2 separate regions of the Mus musculus genome follow, and region 2 is linked to region 1. The links are chromatin contacts, called in public Hi-C maps. All regions are on one chromosome and are shown on one strand. The core of a region is the stretch at or near the end of the contact, and the rest is flanking DNA. Distances in the headings are between cores, read along the strand shown. Region 1 has its middle 7.4 kb from the start of Gm13522. Region 2 holds the start of Arl5a (ADP-ribosylation factor-like 5A).

Region 1 (4,366 bases), core at 890-3,389:
CTGGCAGGGCCTCCTTGTTTGTCAGAAGACTCCGCACACTCTCCCCCTTTCTCATTTCCCTTCCTTCTTTAGCTTGAGTCCCCTTCACTCCCAAAGTTCTTGAATGGTTGCAGAGCCAATCCATAGCATTGGTGACAAACTGCTGCACAAAGCCGAGGAACCCCAGCCTCCAGAGCATTGTTTACAGACACTAAGGTATTAGGATAGAGGAAGGTTGGTGGAACAGGAAGAGTGCATTAGAAGACGAGAATTCCTTCTACTTTTCAATAAGCATCACCATGGTCCTAGGAAAAATCGGATTGGAGACTCATCAGTCCTTCAGCTGATGAACAGTTTTGAGTTCCCACACTCTTAAATAGAAAATTCTTTTTTTTTTTTTTCCAGTAGGGTGCTTAAATCAGTTGAGCTTTCTGTTCCTGAGGTCCTCTGGAGAGACTGGAGACATGGCACAGGAAATGCGTCTATACTACATCCTCACAATTCCCAAAAGTAACACCCCTCTCTCTGCCAGGTGGAGAGTAAATTTGAGTGACATGTGAGACTTCCAGTGGTTACAGTGAGACCAAGACAAAGCACACATCCATAAACACATACACTGGGTCCTTATCTGTTTACGCCAGAAGCTCTCATAAATAGCATATGCTGACAGTCATGATGATTATAGTCGCCTCAGGAAACAGACTCGTGACTAAAACTAGGATTTATAGAGTCCAAACAACTGTTATTTCTCAGACACCTCATAATGAGATTTGTTAGTTGGTAACCAACGACCTTTCAGTGTGAACTGGCTCCTCAGAGTTCTTGGAATTGAACAAAGTGCTTTCCCAGAGTCCACTGGGGTGGCTCCGGACAGCTGTGTTTGCCCAACCATTTGATGTCACGTCTCTATTTAGTTCATGGTCATATCTGAGAAGAGAAAAACAAAACAGTGGCAAACTTCAGATGTAAGTACGATATGCCAGTGAAAATGGCTTGTTGGTTTAACCATGGAGATTGCCCCACGGTATCAGTGGTAGGCAGAAAAGGGAGGCTGGGCTGAGACTTGAGATCTGTGTGTGTAAATCAAAGCTGTTACGGTCTTGTGAGGTTGGTATGTACATCCTTCATGCTCTTCTGGAGAGCCTGTGCTTGGGCTGACCATAAGGAGGGGAGCCAGTAAAGGAACAGCATAGCCCAAGAGGGGAATAATGTATCCTCAGAAAGGGAAACAAAAACCATCCAAAGTGATGATGTGGTACAGTGATGAGTCTGAAGTGTATTTGGAGAACAGTTTCTCAGTGCTGGTCTGCGTCTAAGGCCATTTTACTGCTACACTGTTTATCCCAGCTTATCACTCTGTGCAATGGGAAGAAGCCATTGATGCTAAGAACCTCAGGAATTTTCTGAACTTAGAGACCAAAAAACATTCCAGGAGACACTGGCTTTGTCTACAAAATTTTCTAAATGTCTTTTGTGAAATTTGTGCAAATGTTACCACTTTGTAAATTTTCTCCAAATTCCTTTGAAATGTGCTAACAGTGCCTTGGACAATTTATACCCCATGGAAGCTTGGGGAGTTGGCAAATTTTAACAATTCTCTTCATAGGAGTTATGAAGATTAGATCTTGACAAGTTGACAAAAACTAGTGTCGCCTGAGAAGAAGGACCCTCAGTTGAGGAATTACCTTTATCAGATTGGTTTGTGAGCATGTCGGTGGGGCATTTTTCTGATTATTGATTGATGGGTTAGGGCACAGCTCACTGGACAGGTCTTCCTGGATCATAAAAGAAAGCAGTCTGAGTAAGACAATTGTTTTATGGCAGCGAGAGAAAGCAAACTGGGACAGGAACAAGTGAATTTGACAAACTGAACCAAACTTTAAAACTTTAGATTGAGCTTTTCTCTATCGCTACCATTGATAAAGATATGCAGTGCATCCCTAATAAGTAAGGAAACTTCCATGCCAGAGACTTAGGTAAAAATAGAATCTATTCTAAGCCTGTCAGGTTCAGCCTATTACTGTGAAGATAAATTTGCTGCAAACACACAGGACTGGTACCTCCTGGGCAATGAGAGCCAGTGCTCCTGTGGATGGGGGAGCTTGACAGGAGACTTACAGAGAAAGGCCTTGAGCCTGGAAGAGGAACCTGGAGGTGTTCCAAGCCAGGGCTGTGTGAGCAAGAACACATGGGTCCCTGCCAGGAAAGAATGAGTGAAGGAGTCTCTCTTCAGGGCAGCACAAATGAGAGTCAACAGACCACACTGCACGAGTCAAAGCTGTGCTTTCCCCTCTTCCCCCTCTCTCCATTTTCTTAGCCTCCTTCGTTGTGACCTGACCTTGATCCCTTCCTGAGATTATTCTTGCCCAGAGTTACAGATAACATTTCCCAACCTCCTTGTGTGATGAGGCCTGAGCATCTGGCTGGGTTCTAGACATTCTGTAGAAATGAGGCTAAGCCTAACTTTAACACATGGCTTTAGGGCCATCCCAGATCCTAACTATGGTGGAGGCTGGTGGTCTAGTAGTCAACTAATAGGTGACCTGATAATGTGTATCATTTATTGATGTTTACAGCGGGGGGGGGGGGGGAGGAAGAGGAACTCCGGTCATTGCAGTGCCTACATGTAGCTGAGACTGTTTGTCTACAGACTTGTTGCACACGGGAGAGAACTGTAAAGGATTTTCTAATATATATATGTAATTTTTCTATTGCCCATATCCCATATGAAGAATAGCTAGATTACAGTAGGACTCAGAGTCCAGGAGAAGTTGTTAAAATTTAGCCCTCTAGAGAGTAGAAACCCCACAAGATTATGTTGGAGGCATCCACCACATTCTAAACTCTGCATTAGATGCTAGAAGAACATCAGAGAAGACCATACAGAGCTGGTGTGTGGCTCATTTCAATTACAAGTATCCTTTATGTAGTAAGATGCATGTGCCACTTTGGCAATTATAAACTATTAGAGAAATAGCCACTGCCAGAGAACACCTAAACTGGGCCATGCTCAGGAGCGCTCCAGCTGAATGCAGGGAACCAGAGCAGTCTAAGGCAGAATTTAATTATCTTTAACGCCCACTTAAAATTAAACCTGAGCCAGGTGTGGTAGCTCATGCCTGTGATCTCAGCACTTGGGAGGCTGAGGCAGGATAGTGGTCATGAGTTTGTCACGAATGTGAGACTTTGTCTCAAAAGCAAGCAAACAAATAACAAAAATTAAGGGAGCAAATATAACCTCCCACACGTGTACTGGAATCTAACTCCCCTTTACCACATAGGTATGAGAATACATACCTCTCATGCCTCTCCCACACGTACCAGACGTTAACGTCAAAGCTAGGGAGGCCACCCCAAAGCACACTTTGAGAAACAGGACTGCCAGCTGTCCTAAAAATTTTCTCGTTTATTTTCTCATAAACCGCAAGATGAATAATGCCTCCAGCCCACCCCCCACTCCCCGAATTAACTTGGGAGATATTTGTTGTTCAAATGCTACAGATGGGTCTGTTCCAAAATGGGTCCATTACATCTCTAAGTACTCCCTTGCTAGGAGTATTTTCTTGTATAGATTATAAAGATGATGCTTATGAAAATAACTGCAATATCAGCAATTTTTTAAAAAGTGTTCTGGATGTGTCAGAAACTTGGCAAGAATGTTAGGTGAGTTATGTTACACATTAGAATGCTGACAGGAACTCAGTCCAGGGAACAACACTCTTTTAGTCTCCATATTTCATTTGAGGAAACGGCATCAGAGAAGCTAACACGCAGAAGGTCACACACAAGCCGGTGCTCGACATCAGCTGTATGGGTTTGGGAACATTCTTGACAAAGCCCTCTAGGCATACTACTTGTAGTTGAGTGCTTTATGAAAACAAATGTAAATTCCATGATTACAGTAATATCTATCTCTTTATCAATCTATCAATCTATCAATCTATCTATCTATCTATCTATCTATCGGCACACTGCCAATCTGAGGCTAACCAAGGCAGGTATGTGCCTCAGGTTCAGGCCTCTTTCTGCTCCTTCAGTTGTCTAGCTAACCAAGCCATCCCCTTTCCAAAAGCTTGGGTTTAGACATCTCTGTCTATTGGCTTCTTGTGATTCTCTGCGCCTGAAACCTCATTCTGCTCTCGGGATCAGATCAGAGTCTGAATCTAATTCATCATCTACAGAACACTAAACATATGTCTCTGCTTCCTTGTTTTAAGCCTACAGTTGCCTGGTGCAGACCAAACAATACAACTGTATGTCTGTATGCTTGTGTGTGTGTGTGTGTGTGTGTGTGTGTGTGTGTGTGTGTTCGTGTATTCATGCATGCATGTATGCATGTGTGCTGGAAGGAGGAAGGATAAAAGATAGCCTGGAAGCACAGGACCAG
Region 2 (3,845 bases), core at 1,259-3,758, 54 kb before region 1:
TTCTTGTCTTTTCCTATAGCATACAACGTCAGTACAGTAATTTAACTATAGACTCTAACCACTGTCTTCCAGCAATAACTATAAGTTATTCGATGTCCCTGTGTTCAGATCTGCTATCACATCTTCTATGCATGACCAATACAATTCTATTAGATTTAGAATATTGCAAATTATTAGTGATGTCTACTTTTTAATACTCCTTTGTAGAACATCAAACTTGTTTCAACTGGCAGTTGCTCTCTTGGTCAAAGTCCTTAGGCGCTTTTAAGACTGGTCTCAGTTCCGGCTTACTCTTGGGCTTAGCACCTTTTTAACATCCAAGCATCTACTGATGTCCTAGGTGTGTTTTTACTGACTGAAGGGACCATTTTACATTAATGACTCCTGATCCTTTGGGGCAATTATCTGGGGATCCTTTTGCAATAATCCTGGTATGATTTTTTTTTTCTCTAGAAACTATTACTAGTCAACAACCTAGGGTTTCACCCTGTATGAGTCATATGGAGGTAAAGACTGCTTCCCTAATTCTAGCCTCCCTGACTCCGGAAGCACACAGCTGTGTCTTCATGGTAAGAGACTGTCCCCCTCTTATTTGGCTATCCACTCCCTCTGGAGTTGCCTGGGAATTGTTTTTGCTAAGGAGGGCAAATACAGAGCAATGGCAAAGCTCACTGTTTCTCTTTAGTTCCACAGGCTGTTTCCCAGTATCTGGAAACAGTTGTTTCTTGTGTTGTATCCAGTATTCTGCTTGTTAACTGTAGAATGGTAAAGCACATGTTTTACTCTCTCCTGCCTTGAAGCTGAGGTCTTTCATGGCATTTTGCTCATGACTTTAAAAATGGATAAAATATTTAGAAGGTCTCAGAAGGAAGAACAAAATGTTTGATATCCCTCATTAAAGATTCCCAGTTACATCTATAGTTAACAATTTTGTATTTTGTCTACTAAAGTCAGCCAAGATTCTACTAGTCAACTCCATCCCCCCTTCTGTGAGGGACACTTGGAAAATAGCCTAAGAGACCATTTCCTTAATAGAGTTCTAAAACACAGATCTCTAACTTCATGGGTAAATGTAGGTCTGGCATACATTAATAAGTTGCCAAAGACATGTGGGAATTTGTAAAATGACTCAGAGCCGCTAAAGCCCTGCCTAAACTGGATGGGAATGGAATCACTAAAGAGCTCATGTAAGTTGGTTATGCGAACATTGATCTTCTAAACAGCCCACTGGCTATTAAGTATATCCAGATCTAATTCTCCTTTATGTATGCCTCCTCTAAGACTGGCATTTGAACGCAAGCCCCCAAAGAAGATGAAGAACTCTTTCCCATACATTGAGCTATACGGTAGTATATGGTTAGGAGTCAGGCAGAGTATAGTGCTTCATTTCATGTGGCTGTTGAGGATAAGGTCGGGAACAGCTCGAAAGGGCCTTTCACAAGTCTCCCACATTTTTCCGTCTCTGCCTTTTTTTTTTCCCTCCCTTTTACAAACTTAAAGAGGATAGAAAGAGATGATGCTGATTCTACTCTTTTTGTTTGTTTATGTGTGTGGAAGAAGTAGACAACCCCAGTTTCTCTTTGAGTCAAAACTATCACAGTCGTCAGTTAACCTCAGGAATCGACCCTGTTCCTACATCAGGAATATGGAGATCTAGAGTCTACCTGTTTAGCTAAAGGGAACTAAAGTAAACAAAAACAAAACACAGGCAAGAACTCTTCGTTCGGATCAAGTTCGCCAGCGATTACTTATATTTTACTTTTCAGCCACTTATCCTGCGGGGAGTGGGGGTGGGGGTGCGCAGGGGCGCAGAGCTGGACACTCGCATACCAGGAGGCACAACTGTTTAAACTTTAGGCAAGCAGCAGAATGAAGAGCACAGACAGCATTTGGCCATCTATTTAACATGATGGTGACTCCTGAATGAGAGAAAAAGACGATCATATCGTGAAGACCAGTGAGTTTCTTGTCTACAGTCTTTTTGGACTCAGCTCAGACGGCTTTTGTGCCTTAAGATTTTTAAACCGGGGAGATACTTAAGGAAAAGTGTTCTAGCCAAGAGTGGCCTGAGAGCAGAGGGAGATTGGAGAGGGAAGAGCGCTGAGAAGCAAAGGTAGAAGTACGAAAAACCGCAGCGACAAAAAAAAAAAAAAAAAAAAAAAAAATAGGCCAATGATTTCTGCTGCTTGTCAGGGAAAATAGGCTCTAAAGAGACTTAAAGCTTACCATCGTCGGGGTCCAAACCTGGCACTTTTGGAGTTGAGTATGGTTACATATTTGCATTGTGACTTAGAAACAACCTCAAATCCCCGACATTGGCGCGCCTAAAGCGCCGCAGCCTTCCTTCCACTGACCCTCCGCGCCGCAGAGGCCTCCCAGCCCCTCGCCCCGCCTCCAGCCCCCTTGCCCCGCCTCCAGCTCCCTCGCTCCGCCTCCGGGCACGGCGCCTGCGCAGTCCCCTCGCTCCGCCCCGCCCCTGCCCGAGCCACCGCCGGAGAGGAGCTGGGGGAGGACGGTGGCCCGCGAGGTTCGAGCAGACAACGCGGCGGCGATGTCCGCGAGCCAGGCGAGCGCCGCGGCGGTAGCGGCGGGGCCTCGCGCGTGGCTGGGCGGCCTGGGCTGCGGCCTCCCCGCGGGTCCCTGGAAGCGGGCGCGCGGCCGGCGCGGGAGCAGAGGCGGAGGCCCCGGCGCGTCCTTCTGCCCCGCAGCCTGAGCCCGGGAGGCTGGAGGGCTCCGCTGCCCGAGGATGGGAATTCTCTTTACCCGGATCTGGAGGCTGTTCAATCACCAGGGTGAGGCTGGGCCGGGCGGGGAGGTCCCGGCCCTTGTCGGGCAGGAGGGTCGCCTTTGTCTCCGGGGAGCTGGGGAGAGGTTCCTCCCGCCATACACCCATTTCTCCGATTTGATCGCGAGCGCAAAAGGTGCCCTGCCCCACGCCGAGGGCCCAGCGCGCTGCCTGGCCTGCTTCCATCCCCGTCGCCTGCCCGCAATTGTGTTTGGGCCGCACGGGCAACAGCTGGGGTTCTAGAGTGAGGACCGAGGGCCCTGACCCTAGCGGCGCCACCGAGCCCACGGCTTGCAGAATGCGGAAAACTGGAACTAGTGCTGGATCCGTCTGGTTCGCTTTGGGGGGTGGGGGTGGGGGTGGGGGTGGGGGGGATGGGCGGGGAGACCCTCGCTGCGGAATAGTGATGGAGTGTCTCTCCTTTGCGCCGTTTGTCTCAGTGGTAAAGGTCAAGCCTAAGGTCGTTTTCTTTCTTAGGTTATTAGAAGGTTTTGGGTTTTGTTTTGTTTTGTTTTGTTTTTGGCCCTTGTTAAAGTGTTTCGCTGAAAGCTTTTAAAAGCCTGCCTCGGGAGGCAGGCTTCATTAGCATTAGGTAACTAGCAGGTTACTGTGTTAAGTTCGCCTAAATGCAGACATTTGCCACGGAAAGGCATAGGGGATTTATTAAAAAAAAAAATTACAAAATGGGTGTGTGATACTGGAGAGAATATGGTCCTAACAGAACTACATAGTTACTGAAATGAAATATAGTGCTTTTTTTTAAAAAAAGCTCTACTTGCAGTTCATTCCATCTGTCAAGCACGTACAGTTTTTCTCTTGTATAAGCTGGTAGCGTTGTCGCACCCCCACTTTTTCCAGTTAAAACTTAATGAACGGTGGCGCCTACTATTTAGAAGGAGCAGTTGCCGGGCTTGCTCCTCCTCTGGGATAGAGCTGGTTTTATGGGACTTGTAATCCCTAGTGGGTTCTGCTTTTTTTAATAATAATTTTTTTAAAAATGATACCTAAGATAACGGTACTAAATGAAGTGGAAGGCAATAAAGAGGATATTTCCATTAGC

What was found. Hi-C and Micro-C count contacts between places; a contact is called where the count stands out from the background.
Region 2: a Hi-C map of liver shows a contact between it and region 1, with 1.8 times the contacts expected there. The contact joins the promoter of Arl5a here to the enhancer-like site in region 1. A contact is called at or near these places in 10 of 484 Hi-C or Micro-C datasets (CD4 T cells, the G1E-ER4 cell line, double positive thymocytes and 4 more), 5 of 115 datasets of contacts at active chromatin or transcription factors (the SCID.adh cell line, embryonic stem cells and memory CD8 T cells) and 3 of 9 other capture datasets (adipose tissue, liver and pancreatic islet).

Annotation. Positions count from the first base shown.
Region 1 is chr2:52,369,049-52,373,414 of GRCm38.p6, reverse strand. No RefSeq gene overlaps it. Among named protein-coding and RNA genes, the nearest start is that of Gm13522, 7.4 kb to the left of the region's middle. Within about 2 kb of position 2,139, at least 21 of the 459 cell types and tissues checked have an H3K27ac peak or open chromatin away from gene starts, as enhancers often do. A contact at or near this core is called in the G1E-ER4 cell line, liver and uterus, where this site is marked.
Region 2 is chr2:52,423,537-52,427,381 of GRCm38.p6, reverse strand. It overlaps Arl5a (ADP-ribosylation factor-like 5A), which reads left to right and starts at 2,508. Exons shown (of 6, transcript NM_182994.2): 1 at 2,508-2,792. The coding sequence starts at 2,747. It overlaps A430018G15Rik (RIKEN cDNA A430018G15 gene), which reads right to left and starts at 2,370. Exons shown (of 3, transcript NR_165461.1): 1 at 2,227-2,370.